Regions from separate parts of the Mus musculus genome. Here region 2 is linked to region 1. The links are chromatin contacts, called in public HiChIP or PLAC-seq maps. All regions are on one chromosome and are shown on one strand. Each heading gives the region's core, a stretch centred on a gene start, on an enhancer-like site or on the middle of the called end of the contact. The rest is flanking DNA. Distances are from core to core; before and after follow the strand shown.

Region 1 (7,046 bases), core at 1,751-4,250:
TTTGTTGAGTATAGGCTTTTCTAGTAGGATCTGATGATTTTTTGAATTTCAAAGAACCAAACAAAACAAAACCAAGCAAACCAAAAACCAGAGGTAAAAATGGCAAAATAACTATAGCCTGGCAATTTACTGAATGTAGTCTATTTTTTAAAACAGAGAAAAGTTAATTAGGTCACAGAAGTTCAGACAACAGCATGTGTTGAAGCAGGGCCCTGCCCTGGGATCTAACACTGTGGCCCACTGCACTGAATGATCATTTAGCACCTCAGGCTCATCCATACAAATCAAAAAATGATAAAAGTGAATAAACATTGAAGAAGAGCACAGAGAATGCCCATGCCATCTTAAACTCCACCAAAGGTCTGAACTGTATGCTTCAAATTTCAATCTTTAGGCTTTTGATCATACAATACAAGTGACTGGATCGTCTTCAGAAATGTTCTTCCTAGCTTCTAGAATCCACTGTGCTTGGGGCCTCCTCCCACAGGCATATTCTTTGCCTCCAAGATCATTTCTTCGGTTGTCTCCATTGCATTAAAATATTGTCTCAGATTTTAGTCTTTAAGTGGCAAAGTTCTGAAGTTCATTCTGCTGACTCCTAATGAGATATCAAGAGGAAAGATTGACTTTGAGCCTCGAATATACACCTATTCAGTAGAAACTGAGATTCTAACAGGACAAACAGAACATATACAAAGACAAATTCTTGATCATCTTTTCTCCCTTTCCCCCATTATATAAAAAAAAAAGAAAGAAAAAGCTAAGAATATGGCTCATTAGATAAAAGAACTTGCTTTTAAAGCAAGAAACCTGTATTCAGACCCCCAGCAAAGGCCCAGCACTTGGAAACAAAGACATTTGGATTTCAGGAGTTCTGAGCCTACCACTCAAAAGAAGTGAACTTCAAGTTCAAATGACACACCTGTCTCAAAAACTAATGATGACAAAGGTTGAAAAGACGCTCAATGGTTAAGAGTAGAGCTCAATGGTTAAGTGCTGCTCTTGCAGAGGCCCTAGGTTCCAATCCCAGTACCCACACAGTGGCTCACAACTGAGAATTCAGTCCCAGAAGATCCAATGCAATCTTCTGAACTCTGTAGGCACCAGGCAGGCACATAGTGTGCAGACATAAGTACAAGCAAGAAAGCAAAGCCTGTACATGCACAAAGTAAAACAACATAGAGAAAGATATGAGGAGATACCCAATAAGCTACGACGGTGTCTGTGTGCATATGTGCACACACAAGCCACAAACACACACATCCAACACCCTACCACAAACAAATAAAAGTCTAAAATAAATGTCAAAATGAAAGCACCTCTAAAAATGGAAACCAAATGCCTGCTCTTTCTGTCTGCTGGAACCTCAGTAAGTGGTTACTACTCACATCCCATCTGCCCACCATCTTGTTGATTAGGCCATCAGTCCTAGACTTGCAAACCTTTGGATCTTCCTGTCTACAACCTGTCTCATTGATAGAGTCCTGCCAGCTTTCACATCTAGGTAGTTTGAAGCATTACTGCCTGTTGTCTGTTTTCCAGCAGGAGGCCACCATGACTAGAACACTTCTCATCAAAGCCTCCAGATGTTCCCCAGCTCCCTCTAAGGAAGACCCAGAGTCCAGAGCCCTGTGCCATGATCAGGAGCTGCTTTCTTTCTCACTGATACCTAGCATCTTGATTCACAGAGTGCAGCAGCCAATCCAGGCTGCTTTCCAATCTGACCCATGCCATTGCTGGCTAGAATCTGTGCCGTCTTTTCTCCTCTATCCCCTAAAATAACAAAAAATTGAAACGTGCCTGTCTGGAACATCCTTTAACATGCATCTAATAGCTTGTTTCAATACAACCTAGGTAGCTGTGCTCCAATGCTACCTCATCTTAAGTGTCTCCCCAGAAACCCCAGAAAAAAACGCAATGACCAGACCATCCCATCCCCTCTATGTTTTACCTTCAACTTTCTCTCTACCACTTAGTTAGACTTTAGTACATAATTGTCTGCTTTTGAATCCTCTCCCACAGGAAAATGAACCCTTTAAGGACGTACATTTCACTTTATTTGTGATTGTACCCTCACCATCCAGAAAACATTCAACAATGTCCACTAAGTACCTCATAAAAAGAGATAAATGAGTCCTTCGGTTACTTCTCTTGCAATTCCAGAAATAAGATGTGAGTAGAAGAATTTAATAGCATAAAAAGTCACATAGCAATGCAATCACCTTTAGAAGAGAGTTGCAGTTTTACTCAATAAAGGTAAAATATTATATGTTACCATCGATTTGGATTGTGAGTAATAGAATATAAAACTTGGACTCAGCTGTGCTGGACTGGAATGAGAGTAAGTAGGTGATGCAGGCTTTGTTCCCGGCACTGCCCCTTGTGGGCCTCGGGCAGCAGAGAGAACTCCACACATGTGGGACTTCCTACTTCTGGGATTTGGTATAAATTCAACTACCACTCATTCAAAAGATAGTGTCTCGGGGTTTGTTTACAGGACATATTTCACTGTTGTCAACTCTATTCGCAAGTTTAGAAAGGAGTCACATTTGAAATTGTGTGGCATTTCCAGAAAACATTATGCCACATCACTAACACAGAAAGTAGGCATAGCAGGTTCTTCCTCTTCACACACCAGTGGGTGTGAGATATCATCAACTACAACATAGAAGGGAAAGTAGTCAGGATGCTAAGCTCTTCCAGAAAAAAAAAAAGCACCCCATTCACACATGAAGATACATGGCAGTTTTCCTTTAATGCACACACTTCCAATGCTTGCTACACCAGCTCGCAGATATAAGGGATTGATACTCTGTGTTCTCCTGAGTAGTAGAGGTGACCTTTCAAAAGCCACCCCTCCTCATCCCCCAGCCTGCAATCCCATGGAGATCAAAGCCAGCTTGCTATTATGCAGTAACATTTCTGTGATCAGATACAGTGTGGGCTCTACAATTCTATGTATGTCAAGACATTTTCACATAAGTGACTCACTCGGTAGAGGCTCCGGCAGGGCACACCACACTCACACCTTCTCTTTTGAGGTTGAGCCCACCTCAGGAGAGTTACAAGAGAACATCCTGTTTAGCTGATCTGCTCTGCAACTCAACAGTGTAACTGGACTTGACTTAACAATACATCTTCTCTTCCATAATCTATCACAAAAATCTTTCCATCTATTTCTGTTCTCCAGCTCATATGTATGACAAGTCAGTCTTAGACAAGCATACACGTTAATCACCTATTCTTACATTAAAGGCACCAGGAAACAGAGGTGATGATTAGACTTCCTAAATATGTTCACAATTCCAGGGAGAATGGGTACTGCTCCTGGGGTGAATATCTGAAGGTCTATGCTGGCTCAGTCACTGTACATCAGCTCCAGGAAGCACCACAACGTGGGCTGCACTGTAACTGAGGCACATAATCGTGCTGTTCTTGGGCAGGCTACAAGCGGCTTGAAAAAGCTAGGGCAACTTTTCACAGGTCGATAATATGATTGGCCTATGTCTTAGTGAACACTACCATGGTCTATAAACTGGAAGCTTGGTAAATGTGATACTCTTGAGCTGGGAATCTTTAGAAGGTGGATCTTGTGAAAAAAGCAGATTATGAAATGAATGCTCATGGAGGCAAACCTTGCCTTCTGATATATGCATATGAGGACACTCTTCCCATGATGCCATTTGCCTTGAAGTAAGGGCAGAAAAACTTGGCTGTTAACAGAGCCATATTGCTTGAATGTCAACCTCCAAGAATTTTTATTTTAGCTCCAGGTCTTTTGTTACAGTAATAAAACATACTAATAACAACCAACAACAACAAAATTCAGAAAGGCTTTAGACCTTGAGTAGTATTCCCATCAGGGCAAAACCAAAGCAAGGAGAAAGAATAAAATAATGATGTGAACATTTACAACATACAAGATACTGAAATGTGTTCCAAGAACAGGTAACCACTGTACTTCATTTCCCGTGGAAACCGCTACAAATCACTGTTGGCTAGCAAGGACCTGCTACTGACCTTAATGAGATATTACACAACAGACTGCATATGTCTGCACTAAATGAATGAATTCCCTGTTACTATCAACATAAACTCAGGATGTATTACCTAAAGGAAAAAGCCTACTTCCTGTCTGAACACTTCATCTCTTTTTGAAATGTACCATTTTAGAAGAGTATAAAGCTGCTTTTCTGGGCTTATGATGGGTAAAATAACAACCTAGTAATAGTCAAATTGTAACTTCTAGATCTTGTGGACAAATTTCTTTATTTGCCAGAATAAACGCTGAAGATGTGGTTAACCATAAACAATCTGAGATGAAGACAAAGACCTGAATTACCCAGGTAGACCTAATCTAATCACACAAGGCCCCCAAAGCAGAAATACTCCCTGTATAATCAGATGGAACCATATGGAAGAAAGCATAGTCAAAGAGCTGATTTATTGCAGGCTTTCCAGACAGTGGATGAGGATATAAACAAAGGAATGCAGGCAGGCTCTAGAAGCTCAAACGAGAAAGGATATAAACTTTCTCTATTCATTTTAGCCCATTGAGACTAAACAAATAAAGAAATTTGTCCACAAGATCTAGAAGTTACAATTTGACTATTACTAGGTTGTTATTTTACCCATCATAAGCCCAGAAAAGCAGCTTTATACTCTTCTAAAATGGTACATTTCAAAAAGAGATGAAGTGTTCAGAGACTAAACTTGTAAACCCCAAAACTAAATAAAAGTAAAGGTAAGAAAAATAATGTTCTTTTATGTAATCGAGTTTCTGGTGTATTGCTGGAAACTCACCCAGATACCAAATTCACCCTACTGGCCAGGCTTTTCTCCTGGGTCAAGAGCATCTATCTATTCTCAGAGAACTCCATATGTACTGCCCATGGGTCTATCAGGCATCATTTAAATCAGCAATGTACATGACTCCAATATCAATATGCACAAGACTTCTCACTACCTTAAGTTTATCCCATGCTGGTGACTGGCCCAGGCTATACTGAAACTGCTCTAAGGTGGAAATCAGCCCAGATTTACCACAAGCATGTTCAGCAAAGATTCTCAGAATAATTCAGACAAAAGAAAAGGAAATAGAGGTAGAAAAACTGTACAAACTGTTGAACAAATTCCTTTTTTGAAAGATGGGGCCCTAAAATCATTGAAGGCAAAGTCTTATGGACACAACACAATGCTTTGCTTTATAGGCTAATTCTTTAATAACAAGCACAAATTCGTTCAACTCATTTGCAAGAAGATGATAGCACAGGTTTTGAGTCTGTACATTTACCATTTTTCACGTCTCATGCCCTATTCCTAAGACCAAGCTAAGCTGCTCATGGTTAGGAGAGATGGCTTCTGTTGTCTCGTTCCTTCTGATCCCTCTAGCCAGGAATACTGAATTCTTACGCTTCAATAGGGAATAAAAGCCAGGTCCATACACAAATTATATCCTTGATAAAAAATGACTGTCAAAGGCATCACTATCTAACTCAGCTCCCCCAAAATACTGTCGTAGTACGCATTAGAACAGCCTTCCTGGGCTCATATGTTTGAACACTTGATCTCCAGTTGGTAGAACTGTTGGCAAAGGTTTCTGAGGTATTTGTTTGTTAGAGGAGGTCTGTCACTCATTGGGAGTGGCTTTCAAGACTGCAAAAGGCCCTTTAACATACCTCCATTGCTTTATTTGCCTTCTTGTAGCTCAAGATATGAGCTCTCAACTGTTCCATCACACTTTGTCTTTGCTATTCCATCCTGGACTCTATTAATCCATAAGATCAATTAACCACTTTCTTTTATAAGTTGCTTTGGTCATGGTGTTTTATCAGAACAATAGAAAAGCAAATAACACACACACCAACAAATATCCCTTACTTGTGTGGAGTATTATAAAAATAGAAGGTTCATTTTGCACAGCCTAGTTTTTAATATGACATTTTCAAATAAATCTTAAGTTGAAAGAAAAATCAAACCATTAACATTATTTTTATACAGTGGATGGTTTATAATTAACCCAGTTTATTATTAGGTTTTATTTTCTTTTAAAGACCACTTGGTCTCTCTCCATTGGTATATAATTTGAATACTTCCTTTCTATATAGAAGTTCCTGCAGTTACCTTGAAAATGACACACAACTCAATTTCCTTCTCTAAATGCAGAAAGTTCCCCGACGCTCACTGGGGGACACTTAGACCAACGAAATACACTGGCATCAGCTAATGCTTGGGGGTGCAGTAAGCCACTGGTGACATAAATTTCAGTTCATCTAAGGCACACATTCGGGGCTTGGCAGCAAATAAATGCTGTTTCCTTCTGGTAGTGAAAGGAGTAGACTTCCTCCTGAGGGACTTCTGGTGCTGCCACTAATCGGTAGGTAGCTCTTCCAGTCAGCTCACTAACCTGAAGCGCCTATGAGCTAACAAACTACTAAAGTCTTGCTTTATTGAGACTCCAGCTAACAAATAACAAGGATTAAGGCCTTCGCCCTGGTGCTAATATTAAAAGACATGTTTGGATTTTCAAACCCCGTCATGGCATTGCTAGCAACTGCCTTAAACTGAATACTGCTTTTGAAAATTAGCATACATAGTGATTTCTAACAGGTGAGTTTTGCTAATGAAGTTGTGGAGTATGAAGTATGTTAATGGGTAGGGGTTCCATTAAGATTCCAATAAAGTACAATTATCTTTGAGGAATTTTAGTCAAATACATATCCTAGAGCATCCCTTGGTAAGAGACTTCATTCTTAAGACCTTCAAAATTACTTCCCAGCTCATATAGTCCTGGAGATGATTGCAAACCAGAGCCATCCGCACTCTCTACCATTATCAGCTTCTTCTTATGCCCGTTCCCGTTATTTAGATACAAATCTCTTCTGATTTTTCTAGCATAAGGTATATCCTGACTGACAATTTCATCGTTAATGATTCTTTCTTTTCTATCTTTGGTCTTCTTCATTACAAGAGTTTAAAAATGTATTATCTTTATTCAATGCAGCAAAGCAAACCAAGAACGATAAGGAAAGGCTCAGTGAACCAAT
Region 2 (6,924 bases), core at 3,852-6,351, 200 kb after region 1:
AAGGCAAGGTGGCAAAATGGATCCCACCCCAGAGTCAAATGCTCTGGGATTGCATCCATCATTGCTTCAAGGAAACCCCCTGTGCCTCCCTCCATGAGCCTCAGTTACATACTATAGAAGGGCACTCCAGAGAATCGCTGCCTTGTCTGCCTCTTAGCGACACTACAAAGTACACAGAAAAAAATCTGTGTTCAAGTGCTTTAGAACCAGAAAGCCCCACACTCAGCAGAAGGCTTCATCTTAACGTCCTTTCCTATAAAGGTTTCGTTCTAATGATATGAGCAAGTGTTTCTATTTTGAGTAGGTAAGACAATGCCCCCAAATCCATACTATCAATTCCAGGAAAACACACATACACACACCACACAGAAACACTGTCCAGCTGCTGCTTGGAACACGGAGGCACATAAAACATGGGATCCTAAAGCAGCCACCAGCACAGAGTCCATGTCCGCAGAGCACCTGGAAAACTGTCTGCAATATGCCCACTCGGAAAAGCTGCCTGATGGACCTAAATTAGAGTGCATTACTATTGAAGACATTTCTACCCGGCCCCCGCCTGGTACTTTCGAAGTTTGTCAATGCTTTCTAGAGAAAAGAAATGTCAGACAGCTCTAGGACAGGCTTCAGGCGTGTACAGTTCAAGGAAAGAGAGAACCAGCCAAGAAGAGCCAGAAAAATACCACTCTTGGCCCACTTTTGGCCAGTGAACTGGCCTGTGGTAGGCACAAAGCAACTTTCCACCACAGTTTATCAGGCACAACGTGGGTTCCATTCCACTCCTCTACTGTCACTTAGGGTCCCTGTTCCCTTCACTATCTGCAGATATCAGAGGTCATAGACAAAGAAACCCAAAGCTCTTCCAAGGACATCAGTGGCTGTGCAATTGCCACTTCTACCTCCAAAGCTAAACTTTTTCATTGTCCTTGAGTAAATGGGCATGAATCTACAGGGTCCTTTTTCCACTGAAGCCCAAGAAAGCAGAAAGAGCTAACGCCATAAGAGATGTTATGTCCTAAGTACTATTCTATGTACATTATTTTCACTCATTTAATCCTCACAATGGAACTTATTTCACTGATGGGGAAAATGGAACACAAAGAAGTTGTTTTCCAAGGTCACATTTTATAAGGTGCACTAAACTTAGACAAACACCTTTGGTGGCTGTCCCTTACCAGAACACAAAACTGCTTCCTCTAAGGCAGCTCAAGTGCTGCTGGACACCCACCACAAACCATGGGCTTCTGCTTGCTCTCATGTGCCATTTAGTGTTTGTTTGTTTTTCAAAGTTATTCCCACAATGGTACTGGGAGAGAGAATTAATTCCACAGTGGTATTAAGATAAGTCAAAGCAGATGCTGAAACCCCATGAACCCGTTTAACTGAAGTTTTAAAACATTAAAAAAGTTTCCTGCCAGTTTCAAATTCTTTGGTTTTTTTTTTTTTTTTTTTAATTATTTGTTCTTGAGTGTCTAGACTAACCCTGACATCTTATTGTACTCTGGGTCACCTTTCTCCATTAATTTATTAATTTACTTCATTTGCTAAGTCATCCAATCACAAGTGTGTTAGGAGCTTGGCTATTAGTCAGGTGTCAAGGTCAAATTACTTAGGCTCTCCTCCCTACACTTCCTCATCTACACACTCAGAAGATAACCAGCAACCATGGCTCTGGGTTGTTACAACACTTAAATGAAGTGATACATGCAATGCACAGAAGTGATTGGTATACAGTAAGTACACCATAGGTGCTCACTCAGTGCATAACTGGATACATTATGGAAACTAAATGACATAAGAAAAGAGTCTAGCTGAGTTCCTACCATATGGTAGGTCCTGGAGGAGGAGAACATTATCAAGTTATTATTGCTATTCTGATGGTAGAGACATGTCTCCCGTCTAATGCCCCATCTGAGTTAGCCTATAAACCCCAAGTCGACTACACACAGCCTTTCACATTAGAGACATTCCAGTTGGTGAGGATTCAGCCTTTCCTGGAACTTACTGAGCAAACAAAAATGTAAGATGCTAAAGTAACTTATCTCAAAGTTTACGAGCCTCAATTGTCCATTTTCACCAAAAATTTTATCTTCAATTTGAAAATTATCACTGTAATTTCAGGCTAAACCACAGTAAAAAGCCTCAATTTAATGTTCTTATTTATTTCTGATATCTTTCTCCAGAAATAAAGATGAAAAATGACTTCTAAATCCCCACCTTTAAAATCCTATCTGGCTGGCTGGCAGAGACTGAACCATTACTTATAAAACCATTTCTACTGTGCCAGGTCCTTCACAGGTGGCAATCATGGATACTTTTCTGAGTCAGTCAGAGAGTAAGAGAGACAGATAATGCAGAGAGCGAGAGACAGACTTTAAAGGCAGGGAATGGGAGACACTTGAGTCAAGAAAAACGCATGTAGAAGAACGGTTCTAACCAGTATACCTAAGGAAACACAAGTAAGTAAAGAATTCAATTTCAGTGGGGCAGAAGGATGGCTCAGTGAGTTACAGTGCCTGTAACTCAAGCAAGTGGTGTGATGGCGGTGCTCTATCTGTAACACCAATACACTGAACAGCACAGGCAAATCCCCGCAGCTCACTTATCAACCAGTCTACCCAAATAAGAGAGCTTGTCTCCAAAAGTAAGGTGAAGAAAGAAAATATGCTGACAGGAACCTCTAGCCTGCATGTGTACCCACAGGAATGAGGGTATGCACACACAAAGGCACACATGCATATTACATACCATGCAAACTAAATTAAAAATATATGTAGAAAAAAATATATGTGCATGCATGTATTTGTGCATAAATATGTATGTGTATATATACACAAGTCTGTGTGTAAAGACACATTTAGGTGTGTTGCCTGTCATCTGATCCATGTATGTGATAATAATAAATAACACCCAAGAGAACTGGGGACAGAAACATGAGGGATTACCATAGAGAGGTGTGACTACAGGCTGGATGAAGAGCTCCTGAGGGGCCATGCCACTCAAAGGCTCAACTGGGACAAAGTCATTCCAACCCCATTTCTATTTCTAAGAATGGAGGCCCTCACAAAACTGGTGTGAAATTCAAACAGCAACACACATTGGAAAGTGTTTTTGGAAATGTCTGTAGGAGCAGAAAGGGACATTCCCACTCATTTGTCCCAGTGCCTGGGAGAGCAACTTCCTGTCTGAGCCAACATGCCTCAAGTGGAGTCAATTCCCAGCACAGCCTGCATTCAGCAAAGCAAGATGGGATGTGGACAATTTTCTAGAGAGCCGATGTTTTGCAATTCCTCTATTATTTCTAAAACAAAAAGGAAAAACTCTTTTTCCCTCTTTTTGTTTTTCCAAATAAAAATAAATTATAACCCTTACTTGCTAATAACTGCAGGCTGGAGCTGTCCTTAAGTAAAAGCTTTTGATAACAAATTGCCTGCACTAACTGCTATTTTACTGCTGAATTTTTTTATTGTTGCTTAAGCATGGCAATTATGCTAATAAGCCTGGGAGGATGGTGCACTGAGTATTGAGTCTGACAGATAAAATACTCAATAAAATGCTAATCTCACCTGGAAATTGGAATCAGACAGTCTTATTAGTATTTATGGATATGGTATCCTAAACATGATTTTTAAAGATAGATAGATATGAAATCAATGTCTCCAAACACGGCCCACCATTCCTAGTCCTCTGTGTGCTGAAACTCAAGGTGACGACTCCTCATTACCTTTGTCTTGCTTCTTGCCACAGAAACATCATGGGGATTGTCTTCCTTCCCCCACGTCCTCCCCTTCCCATTATCACACCCCCCTCCCCACAGAGGGAAGGTAAGAACTGTCTGTCAGAGCAGAAAGAGGCAGATTTGACAGCAACAAGAGCCATTTGTCAAACCATCTGGTTCTCTCTCCACCTGACAGGAAGGAGTGATGTGTTAGAAAGAGCAGAGAACAGAGTATTAAAGAGTTGGCTTCTAGTCTTGACTTTGCTATTTCCCCAACGTGTGACCTTGCTAGACCTCCACGTGTCAAATAGGAACCTTCTGCCACCCAGTAACTATGTCTCTGTGAGAAACACATATCCATGTGTTGCATTAAAAATTGGGTCAAGGGCCAAAGATATGGCTCAGCTGGTAAAGGCACTGGTCACCAAACCTGACCACAGGCTTCAATCCCCAAGACTCACACAGCAGAACAAACTCATATTCTCTCTCTCTCTCTCTCTCTCTCTCTCTCTCCCTCTCTCTCTCTCTCTCTCCTCCAACATCCACATATGTGCTCTAGCATACATGTGTATTTGTGTGTGTGTGTGTGTATGTGCGCATGCGTGTGGGGAGAGAGAGAGAGATTGTTTTTAAAATGGAGCTCTCAAGGTCATGGATCAATGGCAAGGAAAATATAGGAACCATGGTAGATTAAAGAGAGCGGAAAGCTGAATATCTTCAGCTCTAACTTACATGGTTCTCTTTCAACCAAATATCCCCATTATGGTACCAGCCTAAATTCAGGTACCGCAAGCACCAAGTACAAAGAGGCACACTTTCCAATTGCCCTCAAGTTTAGACTGATTTTCTTTTTTAGGATCAGCACATTTATTTATTCAAGGAGGAACCAAGGATATAAGTTTGTTTTTTTTTTGTTGTTTTTTTTTTTTTTTTGCTTCCAATTTTGTGTGTGAAAAAGCAAGACATGTATGTCAGTGCATAAGTCTTAGAAGTCAACTTCTGAGAGTTTGTTTTCTCCATCTACCATGTGGATTCTAAGGCTCACACTCAAGTCACTAGGCTTGATCCTCCATCTTTAACTGCTGAGTCATCTTAATGGCCCCTAGGTACCTATTTCAAATGGCCTGAGATCTAAAGGGTCCAATATTACTTTTAAACAAAAATGTTTCTTCTTGATTTCCACATCAACCCCATCATAGAGAAGGCGCACTCTAGAAGTGACCAGAGGCTCTCACCCATGCGCAGTGAGTGGGCACTAGGGTCAGGACAGGCAGCCTTGCCTTCTGACTGATTTTAGTGTGCTGCGAAGCACACCACAGGGTCACAGTGTGTTGACTCATTCAAACCTGAATAGCCAAGACACAAGTCACAGCCACACATGGGGCGGGGAAGAGAGCCTCACATCTGAAGCAGCACCAATCAGAGATTTCTCACAACAGTCTCAAGGACACAGGAGCTAAACAGCCCTGAAACCTCTGTCTTCCTCTGTGAAAGATCTACGCCCAGGAAAAGCAGGTTCATAGCAAGAAGCTATGTCCTCTGCCCCAGATACTCTCTCCCCTTCCTCTTCTGACCAGTGAGTCCTTGTGGCCACAAGCAGCAAGCATGGGAGAAGTTCCACCAATAAAAAGAGCTCAATAAAGCTCACGGGTCTCTCCAGCTGACTCCCTCATGCAGGCACAGCTGAGCTTATTAAGTAATAATAATAATAATAATAATCAGAGAATACTGGCAGCCGGCCTTTGCAAAGGGCAGAGGAGAGCCCCTGGGGTAGATGCTCACTGGGTGAGTAGCTTCAACCACCACAATCTAAAACAACTTCCATGTATGTCCAGGCATGTATGCATACATGCTGGAGCTCAGATACACACAGATCTTGAACAAAGGGGGACTATGAGGTCCCTGCCACATTTTATAGATATATATCCACAACTTCCACGTGCTGGTCAGTTCTTTATTTCTACAATTCACATAGGAGAAGAGAATTCAAGTCCATGATCTCCTCCATTTCGTTACCCTATGATCCACACTAAGTGTGCAAAACACTGTCAGAACAATCTTTCACATGGAAACCATTCTCCTCCAAGTTACAGGAAATAAATGTACTTGTCCAATTCCCACAGGTCCTGAGACCCACACCCAGGCCCCCGGCTGCACAGCACTGGGGTTTTGCTTCATTTAGTGTGCTCGGTTTTATTTTTTCCATTTGATTATCCTCCCTCTAAATTACCAGTTGTTGCCCTGTTGCAGTAAACAACCAGAGCAGAAAGTCAGCTCTGAACTGAGACAGCTCCCCACAGAGGAACAACTCAATTCATACTTCGAGGAATAGTTTCTGGGAAAGCAGAGGAGGTGATGCTATCAAATACTGAAACTTAGAACTCCTACTCACTAGCTGCCTGGGGTGCAGGAAATGGGGCAGAGGCCCTCTCCCTCCCTGTTCCTGCTGCCCGTTTCTGTCACTCATAGTCATTACCAGACTGAACTCTTTAGTCAAATGAAAGCTTTTTCCTAGCTTTCTGGCCTTGGGTAAGTCCCTGAAGCCACTGGCCCCGTTACTCACACACACTTAGGAACAGCTATGCAAACACGCATGTGGGGCTGACTAGAAAGTAGCCCTGCCTTCCTTGCCCTACACAATACTACAACATGCTGCAGGTCTACAATGGCTCAGCTCTATCACAAACTCAGACTTCAAACATCAAACTCTCCGTGGGTCTCTCTTCTACCCACCCTTCCTACCAGCCGCCATCTGCTATAACTCCAGACCAAGCCCACTCACCTCTGCCAATAGTGAAAAAGAACCCACCTCTCCATCACCATCATCAACTTTCCCCTGCACCCTATGGGGTAAGATTCCACCAGGTATTCAATAGCTCTGCATCAACAAGATCTTAAAAAACAAAAACAAAAACAGAAACCTCCACTAAGTGGCTGCCCTTCACTGTGCATGCAACAACTCCAGTACCAGGCTGGTACCAAGGTCTGGATTAGAAAGAAAAGCCAGGACAAAGCAAGGCAATGTGGACACCAAGGAGTACTGCAGCCAGCACCTATGAGCGTGCCACCCAATAAGCAGGCCACCATCCACAGAGGCTGGCCTTCGGGCAGGTCATGCACTAAACACTATCTTGGGTCCTTACAGACATCCTTTAATATGTACAACTAAGCATACAAGGCACATCTATCCCTCATTAAAGTCACTT

The links. HiChIP or PLAC-seq counts read pairs in DNA pulled down with a chosen protein or histone mark.
Region 2: a BATF HiChIP or PLAC-seq map of CD8 T cells shows a contact between it and region 1, with 25 read pairs. The contact joins two enhancer-like sites. A contact is called at or near these places in 1 of 15 datasets of contacts at CTCF or cohesin (CD8 T cells), 3 of 484 Hi-C or Micro-C datasets (CD4 T cells, Th1 cells and myocytes) and 2 of 115 datasets of contacts at active chromatin or transcription factors (CD8 T cells and memory CD8 T cells).

What each region holds. Positions count from the first base shown.
Region 1 is chr16:24,700,400-24,707,445 of GRCm38.p6, reverse strand. The region is part of intron 7 of Lpp (LIM domain containing preferred translocation partner in lipoma); the gene reads right to left. Among named protein-coding and RNA genes, the nearest start is that of Mir28a, 120 kb to the left of the region's middle. Within about 2 kb of position 3,000, at least 21 of the 459 cell types and tissues checked have an H3K27ac peak or open chromatin away from gene starts, as enhancers often do. A contact at or near this core is called in CD8 T cells, Th1 cells and memory CD8 T cells, where this site is marked.
Region 2 is chr16:24,506,233-24,513,156 of GRCm38.p6, reverse strand. All of the region lies in intron 3 of Lpp (LIM domain containing preferred translocation partner in lipoma), which reads right to left. Among named protein-coding and RNA genes, the nearest start is that of Gm24440, 100 kb to the right of the region's middle. Within about 2 kb of position 5,101, at least 56 of the 459 cell types and tissues checked have an H3K27ac peak or open chromatin away from gene starts, as enhancers often do. A contact at or near this core is called in CD8 T cells, Th1 cells and memory CD8 T cells, where this site is marked.